Linked DNA regions of Mus musculus: regions 1, 2 and 4 are each linked to region 3. A link is a contact called in public promoter capture Hi-C data. All regions are on one chromosome and are shown on one strand. The core of a region is the stretch at or near the end of the contact, and the rest is flanking DNA. Distances in the headings are between cores, read along the strand shown. Region 1 holds the start of Lmtk3 (lemur tyrosine kinase 3). Region 2 holds the start of Bcl2l12 (BCL2-like 12 (proline rich)). Region 3 holds the start of Gys1 (glycogen synthase 1, muscle). Region 4 holds the start of Kdelr1 (KDEL (Lys-Asp-Glu-Leu) endoplasmic reticulum protein retention receptor 1).

Region 1 (2,700 bases), core at 123-2,622, 350 kb after region 3:
TTCCGGGTGTGTCTGCAGTTCTGTGTGCCGCCGCGTAGGGTGGGACCCCGAGACTGCAGCCTGGCACGTGATGTGTGTGTGTGTGTGTGTCTTGTCTGATGTGTCGGTGTCCCTGACGGCCAGGTTCCAGCCTTACCTCTGCCTATCCCCTGTTCTGTGCATGGGGCAGGTGACTGCCCCTCTCTGTGCCTCAGTTTCCTTACCTATACATTGGGCATGAAAAAAGAACCTGTCTTGGGGGCTGTTGTAATGATTGGAAGGTAATACTGTAAATCTTGGGAAACGCCTGGCGCAGAGTAAATCCTGCCAAGAATAAATACATGAAATAAACTACGCTTATGCATCTTTTGTGCCCATGTGTGTTGATGTCTGTGGTGTGAGACTGCAGTGGATAAGGAGTCCTCATAATCACGTCTAAAGAGTGTGTCCATTCATGCTGTCTATTTAGGTAGGTGGTGTGCCTTTGTGTGTAATACGTGTGCACAGGGCATGTTTGTACCCGTTCTATATTTGTGTTTTTGCATAAGCTATGTAGCTCTGCATGTATGAACCGTGTGTTCCCGTGTGCATGTATGTGATATGCATTTGTCCCTGAAGGTGAGCAATGTGCAAACCCCGTGCCTGCATACATGCATGTGTTGTTTCTGTATGCTCCATATGTGACTGACAAGCCTGTGTCTGTGTGCATGCAACTGGCTTTACGTGTTTGAGTTAGTGATTTCTGTGTGTTCTTTGTTGCCTGTGTGGAATATCAGTTTATGACAGCATGCCTCCTCATGTCCCAAAGGGTCTGAATGGATCTTTGTGATACCTCCCTATGTTTGGAGCTCTGTGTTGTATGTGTGCGTGTGCGTGTGTGTTCATGTGATGCTGGGTATTCCTGTGTGGCTGGGTGAATCTGTACCAACCAGAGTCTGGACTGCCTATGCATTCTCAGTGTGGTCTGTCCCTGTGTCTTTGTGTGTGACGTGTCCTTGTCTCCGTTTGCTGATGGCTGTCCACCTTTGTATGAGAGGCGCTTGTGAAGGTTCCTGTGACATGTCTCAGCTGTGTGTGGGCTGCGTGGGCTTGCTATCTGCATCTTAGCATGTAGCACACGTGTGGGCACCAGTGTTGTGTCACAGTGGTGTCAGGGCCACGCACTGTGGACCCTGCCCCCCTCCAAGGGTCTGTTGGTCTCTGTCTGTCCCTCCTCCCCCTCCCTATTCTCCCCTCCCGCCTGGCAGCCAATGCAACCGGGAACCAGTTGCCATGACAACGCTCCCTCCTTCCTCCTCCCACCCTTCCTCTGACAGGCTCTCTGCTCCCCCAATCCCGATTGTCCTCGGGGGCGGGGCCCTCGTTCTCTCCCCCCCCCATCTTCCCCTCCCCCCTACCCCAGCAACCCCGGCTCCCCAGCTCCTCTCCTCCGTCCGCCTCTCCATCCCTTCATCCGTCTGTCCTTTCGAGGAGGGGGAGGGGGGTATCAGAACCAGTAAGCAACCCCTCCCTCCCCCTGTCCTGCATCTCCCGCCCCTCTCCTGGGCTGAGGGAGGCCAGGGTTGAGCGGGTCCCCATGGCTGGGGGCTGAGGGCCCGCCCCCCCTCCTCCCCAGCCGCCGATTCCTCCACCTCCCTTCCATCCTGGACAAGATGCCTGCACCCGGCGCACTCATCCTCCTGGCGGCCGTCTCCGCCTCCGGCTGCCTGGCGTCCCCAGCGCACCCGGGTGAGTATGTCCAGCCGTCCGCGGCCCGCGCCCCACCCCCACCGGGTCCGCCCGGCACCTGTGCGCAGTCCCTGGGGACCAACGGGTCTGCAGGGCCAGGGAGACCAGCCAGGGCGGGTGGGGAGTGGGCTGCGGGCCGAGTGCGTGCTTGTGAGCGTGCATGTGAGCTCATGTGCACGCGAGTGCACACGGGTGCGCGGGGAGATGGAAGGCCGCGGCCTTTGGGAAAGAGAGAGACCCTATTTCTAAGGGGAACACAGCTGAGGCTTTGCAGAGACCCCTCCCTCAGGTCTGAGGCTGAGGCTAGAGAACAAGTCTGTGTTCCCTGTGTCTTTAAAAGAAACAGTTCTCAGTCACCCTTCAGGCGTGGGGTGGGCAGTGCGTTCAGCTCGGGGCAAATATCTGCCAACAGCCTGCTATTGGGGGAATGATGGTCATGAAGCTGTCTATGGTAGCATATTGTAAATTCTCAGAGCTCCAGGCCTCACTATTGCTGGTCACTGGAATGTATCCGGGTTACGGGATGCGTTTGGGGTGGGGGGTGGGTCCCAGTTTGAAACGATAGGAGGGACCCCACCCCCAACCACCTGGGAAGACCTTAAACTACAACTCCCACAATACGTTAGACCACCTGGCTCCCCTGCCAAGGAGCCCCTGGATTCGGAGCATCATGGGGGTTGTAGTCCAAGACTAGCCTAGGATGGGAGGGGCATGAGTCCGGTAGCCAGTGTCTTGAAGCCCAGACCCCAGCCTAGCCTTATGCCCACAGATGGATTCGCTCTGAGCCGGGCCCCTTTGGCTCCGCCCTACGCTGTGGTCCTCATTTCCTGTTCGGGTCTGCTGGCCTTCATCTTTCTCCTCCTTACCTGTCTGTGTTGCAAACGGGGTGATGTTCGTTTCAAGGTGAGGTGCCCTAGGACTAACCTGGGAGAAAGACCCCAGGCAGCAAAGAGACTGGAGGTCCCAGAGCACTCCCAAGACCTACGGCTTTGG
Region 2 (2,700 bases), core at 76-2,575, 440 kb before region 3:
CTCAGCGCTGTGTGGCTCTTGGGCCCCCAGTCTCAGGCATCCCTTGCACTGGGACCCCTTCTCCCTTCAGAGCTGCATGCTTCCCGGGCTTTGGAGCCCCAGGGTACCTCCTATCCAAGCACAAACACTTACACTTACCCGCTAGAAAGAGGTGTGACAAAGACTTGAAATGGTTATGGCTTGTGCTGAAGCTGAACCGTGTTGACTTTATAATGGGTCCTGTCTGGATTTTTTGGAACCAAAACTCCTAGCCCTGAAAGTTTCACAAGTGACCTGAATAAATCTCTTACCAGGCTCGGAACCATAGCAGGGGCGGAGGGGAAGGAAGTGGGGCCTAGAGGACTCCGTGGGGGGAGCTCCTCTCCCCAGGGGACAAGGGAGGCATCTTCGGAGGCGGCTCAGGAAATCTGTTGTCTCCTCTTGGGCAGGACTCCTAGGGACAAGAACCTCGGAGTTATCCCGAAGGGGTCTGGGCAAGTGATCCCTTCATCCTTTCATGGAAGATCACTCTTGAAACTCAGCCCAGGCACATGGAGTTAGGTCTGATGGGAGTAGATAGGTTTGGACCACAAGACTCAGGAAGATCTTCCCATCAAAGGCTGACGCTGGGGGAGTGGAACTCACCTGGGTGGAGTTGGGACAGGGGACCCAGCGACTTCACCGCGCTTAAGGAAGGCCGTCAGAACCTTCAGTGTGTCCTCTCGGAGACCCAACTCTTCAGAGCCGGCCATGGGGGTACCTGAGGCAGAAGACAGAGGATGCACCCAAGTGCAGGGATAACTCAAACTTCTGAATCACTGAATGAAGAGGGCGCCTAACTCCAAGGAAAAGGTGGTTTTTAAGGGCCAGTGGGGCAGTTGATTCAGTTGAGGAGAAACGGTCTGAATTACTGAGTCTAAGAAAGGAGGTAAATGAGTGCTTGAACTCTTGCAGGAAGGAGCGGGAAGGGGGTTTGGAGTTCCCTCTCAGCTAGCAGCGCCAAAGAAGGCTCGAAGACCGTAGAGAATAGGGAACTACTAATCCTAGTATGCTTTGCGGCAAACGCTGGTCCGATTTCCCCACTTTTCACCGAGCAGTCTGCTGGGAGATGTAGTTCCAATTTTACCTCTGGCGTGCACCGGGAGACCCCGGGTGCTTGGAAGTCACAGCTTGGCAGGACTGGCTGTGGCCTTTCCTGCAACCCTGTCCCCTCCCTGGCACCCAGCTCACCTGGCTCGCGGTTGTGTCCCCGTCGCACTGGCGTACACGCTTTCTCACAATTTCTACAAACTTTTACTTCGGAAGTTCAACTTTCCCACGCCTGCGCACTGGGCCGACACGGCAACCGCCCCAACGTCGAAGGGGTGGAGCCTTCTTTTGCGGTCATTTGCATATGGCGTTCCCAGCATGCCTGTAGGCGGAAGGCCAAAAAAGGGCATTTGAGGGAGTTAGGCCTGCTAAGCCGAAGTGCGCTCCGGGATTTCTTGACTTTATTTCGTCAATGTTGAGAAAAACTTTTTATATCTCAAAATATCGTTAGAAAAGGAAGTCCCAGCGCTCGGAGGCTTAGCTGACAAAGAAGGGGGTTGCGTGGCTGCGAGTCTCAGAACTACTGTTTGGGAGCCCCAAAACCACTGCTGGCACCCGCGCCGCACGGGCGCCCAATTCCTCCCCTGGTAGGTAACGCGGAAGAGCCGGGAGGGTGGCGGCCTCAGGGCGCAGGATCGGGCAAACCTGTCGCTCAGAAGCTCGGCTACCGAAAAGCAGAATGGCCACGCGTTGTAGACGGAAGCCTGCAGTCTCAGCATCCAGGCTGGAGGCAGTAAAGATTGCTGTAAGTTCAAGGCCAGTGAGCTCCAGGCCAGGCTGGACGACAGAATGAGCGCCAGACCAACATGGGTTAAGCGATTTGAAGACCAGCCTGAGCTACTGAATAAGTTTGAGGGTAGCCTGGGTTACAGAGTGCATTCGAGGCCAGCCAGGGCCACAGAGTGAGTTGAAGACCAGCCTTGGCTACATAGCAAGTTCAAGGACAGCCTATGCTACATACTAAGACCCTGTCTCAAACATCCGTAAAAACAATATAGGAACAAAAAACAAAAAAACAGAAGAAGCGACAGCACCTGGGAAAAGACTCTGGAAATGAGTAAGGGTTTTCTGCAAGGGTGAGGCGGTTGTGAGAGCAGTTAGGATCCTTTAAAGACGAGGGAAAGAGGACTCCACTCTTGAAATAGGGTGCCAGCTTTGGATAATAGGAGTTTACATTTAGAAAAGGGAAGGAACCTATGGGTAGAGTTCATATAGAAGACTCTGGGGGGTAGGAGAGGCGGTCCCGTTGGATTTGGAAAGGTGGGAAGGAGTTTCCCGTTTGTACACAATGGTGAAGGAAGACCTGTGTTGTGGCGGGTCGGAGAGGTTTGAGTGCATTTGCCCCGTGACAGACAGGCTCAGGAACTGTCCTGTGGTGCGCAGGCTAGAGCATGGAAACCCCGAAACCGCGGATTTTGCCCTGGCTGGTGTCACAGCTGGACCTGGGGCAGCTGGAAGGCGTGGCCTGGCTGGACGAGAGCCGAACGAGGTTCAGGATCCCGTGGAAGCATGGCCTACGGCAGGACGCACAGATGGCTGACTTTGGCATCTTCCAGGTGCTGGGGGAAAGATTTCAGACGCATTTCTGGGTGTGGCTGGACCAGGGCAGGGGGTGGGATAGGACTGGAGGGA
Region 3 (2,700 bases), core at 14-2,513:
CTGTAGACCAGGCTATCCTCAGACTCACAGAGATCCACCTGCCTCTGCCTCCCAAGTGCAGGCTTTCACTACCATGCCTGACATCTAGGATTCTGAATACATTGTTGCCTTCTCTACTAGCTTCTAAAGCCACAATGAAGCTCCTTCCTCAGTGGTCAATACACTTCCTCCACATCCAGGAGTCCAGGTCCAGCCCTCTTCTATTAGGCCCAGGCACCCTCCCTAGCCCTCCTCCTCCTCCAAACCAGGCCTCATCCACTGTGATCGTCCCTCCGATCTAGGGATTCAGGCTCTAGCCTGCCTACCTCAAACACAAAGGTGCACACACCAGCCTGCTTCCCTCAGACCCTGGTATCCTCTCCTCCCAACACTTCCCACAGATCCATGTGTCCTCCCAAGCCCTCCTTGGCGACTTCCTCAGCCCCCTTCCGTCAGATTCATGCATTCTCCTCTGCTCTCTTCCTTTAGACACATGCATTCTCCTCTGTATCCATTGCTCAGACTCGGTGTCCTCAGCATCCTCCCTCTGACTCGGGAGTACTCCCCAGACCTCCTCCGTCAAACCAGGCATCTTCCTTATCACTCCTCCCTCAGATACAAGAGTCCTCTCCAGCTCCCTCCTTCAGACTCTCTAAGAAGGGTCATTGTCGGTCCTCCACATGCACCCAACACTTACCACGGTTGCCATGATGCACACCAACCGCCAATGCCTCAGCGGAAACGGAAATCGGCTAGGAGCGCGGTCTTTATCCTCTCTAGGCTCCCGGTCATCCAGTCATCTCTATGGCCCATAAGATATATAAAATTCCTGTAGGGGGCGTACACTAGGCCGCGCCCAGCCCGCGAGGCTAAATTGGAAAGCCGGTGTTCTGAATCCCGGGTGGGTTCCTGACGTCTCTTGCTCCTCCTCCTCTTACCTAGCCTCCTCCCCCCTCCTTCCCCCCCGCCCTGCAACTGCTAAGTCCGATTGCAAAATTCTGAGCACATTTTGTAGCAACCACACGTCCTCCACGATCCCTTCCCTCTCTGTCCAACCTTCCTCACCAAATTGGGCCTACAGCTGAGATTGACAGCTCTGTTCACCAATCACTTCCATGCTGCGTAGAAACAAGCCCCGCCCCCGCAGCTCCCCAGGAGCCTCTGGCCAAGGAAACTGGATTCTATCCGCCAATAAGTAGACGCAATAGCCCCCGCCCCCCAGCCGCCGACCAATCGTGCTAGACCAGCAGGGTGGGCAGTGCCTCCTGGCGGCCACGAGGCTTCACTGCAGCTGCCCGCCCGATTCAGTGTCTCAGCTCACCCTACCTGAGTCGGAGCGCTCTGGGGCGGGGGTGCGGTCGTGCAATAGGAAGCGGAGCGCCTTGCAAGCTTCCCCTGGGACACCCGCTAACTCTACCGGTCACCAAGTCTGCTGCGTTCCCAGCCGATCTCTCTGGTTTCCAGTTTTGGTGCTCGAAGTCCCCTGCCCGCAGTAGCCATGCCTCTCAGCCGCAGTCTCTCTGTGTCCTCGCTTCCAGGATTGGAAGACTGGGAGGATGAATTCGACCCCGAGAACGCAGTGCTTTTCGAGGTGGCCTGGGAGGTGGCCAACAAGGGTGAGAACGTCAGCGTTGGTCCCTTGACCAAGAAGGGCAGGCGAGGATGGGGCCCCGAAACTCCGTTTCAGACGGGAAAAGAGTTACGTGGAGGAGTCTTGGGTCCTGGGAAAAGCGCCTGTGACTTCTGTGTCCTTGTGAAGGGGCTGGAGTAGGCGTCCTAGGCCCTGGGGGGAAGGGACAAGAGACTACTCTTAAGATGGAAGGAGGCTTCAGGTTCTGCAATCTAGGGAAGAGGGCACTCAGAGAAAGATTCCTGGGTCTTGAAGGGAGGTTTTCGAGGGCCGAGAGACCTGAGATCTAAAAGTGGAAGGAGTTAGTGCATCTAAGCCCAAGGAACACTGGAGCTTTTGGGTCTGTGGTCCAGAGGACGTGACTGTGGAGTTGGGGTGTTCCTAAAGGTTGGGATTCATGGATTTTTCAGGGGGCATAGCGGACCTGAACCAGTGTAAAGCCAAGAGGGGCTTGGAGACTCAAATTCTTAGATACAAGGTGGGAAAGAGTTGGGAACTTGAATGTCGAGTTTGAAGGAGCCCAGGGCCTAAGTCCTGGCTTCCTATGTAGTGAGGTGCCTCCCTCCCTGTGGACTGGGAAAGCTGGAAGTCCTAAGTTGGTCAGGAGCTGGGCCCTAGGATGGGAGGAACCCACCCACAGTATGTATGGGAGATCACTAGCTTCTCGCTCATGAGAAGGCTGGGCTGGGAATCCCAGCAGCTGGGCCTTGTGGATCTGAACATTTCCTTTTCTGGATCCTGGGGAGAAAGAGACTAGGTCTCTCAGCATGTTGGGAGATGGCAGACTCAATGCTGTGTACTACCAGGGTACCAGTTTCAGGTGAGAAGGCTGAGGACCCAGATTCCTAAATCTGAGGTGGGGTCACAGGAGGAGCAGGGCCCAGCAGTCCCTGTGTCCCAGCCCAGGGCTAGCATCGTTAGGGGCCCTGAAGGTGTGGAATAATAAGTCAAGCTTCCCTCAGGTAACTGGGTAGCTGGATAGGGCCATGTACCATTTTTCCCACTGCATCTGAAAGTCAAGAGCTTTAGAGCCTTCCTGCTCCTAATTCTCTAAGAATTAGGAGACTAAAGAGTGCTTCCTGTGTCATGAC
Region 4 (2,700 bases), core at 190-2,689, 440 kb after region 3:
CAAGGGACTAGACCCTAGTTCTTTCCCTCTAGACGGATGGGGCTGGATCCCAGTTCTCCTACCTCAGACTGTAGCCCTCCCCTTAAACCTATGGGGCTAGGCTCCCAGTCCCCTCCTCCCTCAGACCTAGATGTCCATACTCGACCCTCTTCTTTCAGGCCTAGGTGGCCAGACTCTGGCACCATTTTCTGTGACCTAGGGGTTAGATCCCAGCCATCCTCCCTCCAAACCAGGGGTCCAGAATCCCTGGATTCCAAGTTGTGGATCTTCTATTTCAGATTTGGGGTCCAATGCCTGGCCCTGTTCTCTCAGAAGCAGGAATTTAGATAACAGCCCTCCTTTCGAAGACCACAGATTCTCCCTTAGTCCTTCTCGATCATACCTGGGGGCCAGGTCTTGAGCAAGTTCCTCACTGAGGGACCACTTGATGAGTGAGGGACTAGTCTCTCACAGCTCTGAGTACACAATTCCCTGGAGGAAAACTGCTTCCTTTGTCACAGACACAGTAATCCTAAACTATAACCCTACTTTTGAGGTTCTGAGGTCCCATAAAGTCACCTGTCCATCTTGCCTCTGGTAGGACAGTCCTTAGTATCTAACATTGGGAGGAGTGTGCTTCAGGATTCCCGGGTCCCTGAGAATGGAAGTTGGAGGTGGAGAAAGAGAGGTGGAGGAGGGGAAGAGAGAGGGAGAATATGAATGTGTAGAGGCGCTGGGACCTAGGCCTGTAGCAGTCGATTGGAGCCCTGCTTCTCGTGCCCTAAGACCTGGGAAGACTCGGGTCATGACAGTTTCTGAAAGAGCCAGGACCTGGCATTTTGGGTCTTAGAAGGAGGATGGAGTTATGGGTGTAGATTCCCAGGTCAGAATGTTGAGCAATAAAGTAATTGTTGGGGATAGGATTGTAGAGGCGGTAGGCTCAGTCAGGATCCCCGAGTGTGTGGCAGTGGGGCCTGGGTTTTCTAACTGAATTGGGACTAGAGATCACAGACAAAGCTAGAAGTCTACCCTCTTAATCTCCAGGATTCTTGTTGTTGTTACTATTAGTATTAATAATTTGTGCAGGAATAGACTGTCACTGTGGAGCCCTAGGCCTGGAACTGGGGGGTCCCTCTGCTTCATCCTCCCAGTACTAAGATTACAGGCTACACCATCACCCAACACAGCACTAGGATCTTTAGATTCAGAACTCAAACTTCAGGATTCCTGTTTAAGGGCAGAGGTTAGACGAACTCTCTACAGTTCCTTACTAAAGAGAAGGCACCTGGGAATGTGGGACCCTAAAGACCCTTCCATCAGTTAGTAGGCTTATTCGATACGACTCTGCAAAGCAGGTTGCAGGCGCCAGAGGGCGCCAGACAGTCAACCCGCCCTTGGGGTGGCGCTACAGCTCAGACTCCTCCCTTCCCACCTCGGCCCTCCTCCCTTTTCTCCCAGCCAGCTTTACCACCAGCTCCGGCCTCGGCTCACCTTCCAGAGCCCCTTCCCCGGAGCTGAGCTACCGAAGGGCTTCTCTCCCGCCCTCAACCCAGCAGCACCGCAGCTCCGGGGCAGCCCGGCCGGCCAGCCTCCCCCCCCACCCAGCTCAGCCCTGCCCGAGTCCCCCAGTCATGAACCTCTTCCGATTCCTGGGAGACCTCTCCCACCTCCTAGCTATCATCTTGTTACTGCTCAAAATCTGGAAGTCCCGATCGTGTGCGGGTGAGAGGCCCCCCCGCGGAGAGGGGGCGGGAGCGGGCCGCTCTGGGGCACCGGGAAGGCTGGAGCTCGGCAGGTCAGAGTCCTCCCGGACTGCCTGCTGGGGATCACTTTTCTAGTTCTAGGGTCACCAGGGGGTCAGCTCCTTTCCCTAGACTAAGGGGTACACATAGTTTGGTGGGGGTGGCTTCGGGCGTTCAGTTCAACCTTCTGCAGCACCCTTTGGGACAGCTCTGGGTGTTCCGGGGCTGGGAACCAGGAGCCATGGCAGGCGGGGAGGTGGCTGGGAGTTGGTGACGTGGACTGTGGAAGGCCAGGAAGGGAGCGGGAGGAAGGTGACCGACTGGGAGGCTGAAGTCAGGCAGGGCTCTCCCTAGGTCCCAGTGTAGGTCTAGACTGTCAGGAGGACCTGAGGGAGACAGAAGGACCGGCGAGGCCTAGCCTGGGATAGAGCCTCGGTCTCTAGTATTTTTGGAGCCGGCTGCCCCCTGCCTGTGGATGGTGGAAAAAGGGCCGAGCTCAGGCTTAAAGGCCTTGGGGAATCGCTGTGGTCTAGAGCTCCAGCCGGCTGGCCCAGGCGCTGCATGTTAGTTTATTATTGCCCCAAGTAGCCCACCTCCAGCTCCCTCCACCCTGCCCTTCGTTCTCTGTCTCAACCAGGCATTTCAGGGAAGAGCCAAGTCCTGTTTGCTGTGGTGTTCACTGCCCGATATCTGGACCTGTTCACCAACTACATTTCACTCTACAACACCTGCATGAAGGTAGAGTTGCAGTCAGCCCCCTGTGGCAGGGTTCCAGGCCAGGGATCAGGGAGGAGTCACCAAAGAGGCTTGGGCCTAGACATATGGTCTGAGGGAGGTGGCTGGGGAACATGATTTCTCTCTCCCTCACCGTGACCTGAGGCCCTACCTGTGAGCTGAGATGCCCTGTTACCCTCTTATCAGGTGGTCTACATAGCTTGTTCCTTTACCACGGTGTGGATGATCTACAGCAAGTTCAAAG

What was found. Promoter capture Hi-C pulls out the DNA fragments that hold promoters and counts their contacts. Capture Hi-C pulls out chosen DNA fragments and counts their contacts.
Region 1: a promoter capture Hi-C map of neural stem cells shows a contact between it and region 3. The contact joins the promoter of Lmtk3 here to the promoter of Gys1 in region 3. A contact is called at or near these places in 1 of 39 promoter capture datasets (neural stem cells) and 1 of 9 other capture datasets (adipose tissue).
Region 2: a contact with region 3 is called in a promoter capture Hi-C map of liver. The contact joins the promoter of Bcl2l12 here to the promoter of Gys1 in region 3. A contact is called at or near these places in 5 of 39 promoter capture datasets (cranial neural crest, liver, neural stem cells and 1 more), 4 of 484 Hi-C or Micro-C datasets (B cells, CD8 T cells, bone marrow-derived macrophages and 1 more), 7 of 115 datasets of contacts at active chromatin or transcription factors (Th17 cells, astrocytes, bone marrow-derived macrophages and 4 more) and 3 of 9 other capture datasets (adipose tissue, liver and macrophages).
Region 4: a promoter capture Hi-C map of adipose tissue shows a contact between it and region 3. The contact joins the promoter of Kdelr1 here to the promoter of Gys1 in region 3. A contact is called at or near these places in 1 of 39 promoter capture datasets (neural stem cells), 1 of 115 datasets of contacts at active chromatin or transcription factors (astrocytes) and 2 of 9 other capture datasets (adipose tissue and pancreatic islet).

Annotation. Positions count from the first base shown.
Region 1 is chr7:45,783,975-45,786,674 of GRCm38.p6, forward strand. It overlaps Lmtk3 (lemur tyrosine kinase 3), which reads left to right and starts at 1,373. Exons shown (of 15, transcript NM_001290990.2): 1 at 1,373-1,707; 2 at 2,477-2,610. The coding sequence starts at 1,632. It overlaps Gm5897 (predicted gene 5897), which reads right to left and starts at 493. Exons shown (of 2, transcript NR_153811.1): 1 at 1-493.
Region 2 is chr7:44,996,254-44,998,953 of GRCm38.p6, forward strand. It overlaps Bcl2l12 (BCL2-like 12 (proline rich)), which reads right to left and starts at 1,326. Exons shown (of 7, transcript NM_029410.3): 1 at 1,210-1,326; 2 at 625-739; 3 at 291-433. The coding sequence starts at 731. It overlaps Irf3 (interferon regulatory factor 3), which reads left to right and starts at 1,395. Exons shown (of 8, transcript NM_016849.4): 1 at 1,395-1,655; 2 at 2,452-2,624. The coding sequence starts at 2,460.
Region 3 is chr7:45,433,576-45,436,275 of GRCm38.p6, forward strand. It overlaps Gys1 (glycogen synthase 1, muscle), which reads left to right and starts at 1,264. Exons shown (of 16, transcript NM_030678.3): 1 at 1,264-1,595. The coding sequence starts at 1,478. It overlaps Ruvbl2 (RuvB-like protein 2), which reads right to left and starts at 889. Exons shown (of 15, transcript NM_011304.3): 1 at 677-889. The coding sequence starts at 688.
Region 4 is chr7:45,871,401-45,874,100 of GRCm38.p6, forward strand. Kdelr1 (KDEL (Lys-Asp-Glu-Leu) endoplasmic reticulum protein retention receptor 1) reads left to right here and starts at 1,440. Exons shown (of 5, transcript NM_133950.2): 1 at 1,440-1,701; 2 at 2,359-2,459; 3 at 2,643-2,700. The coding sequence starts at 1,611.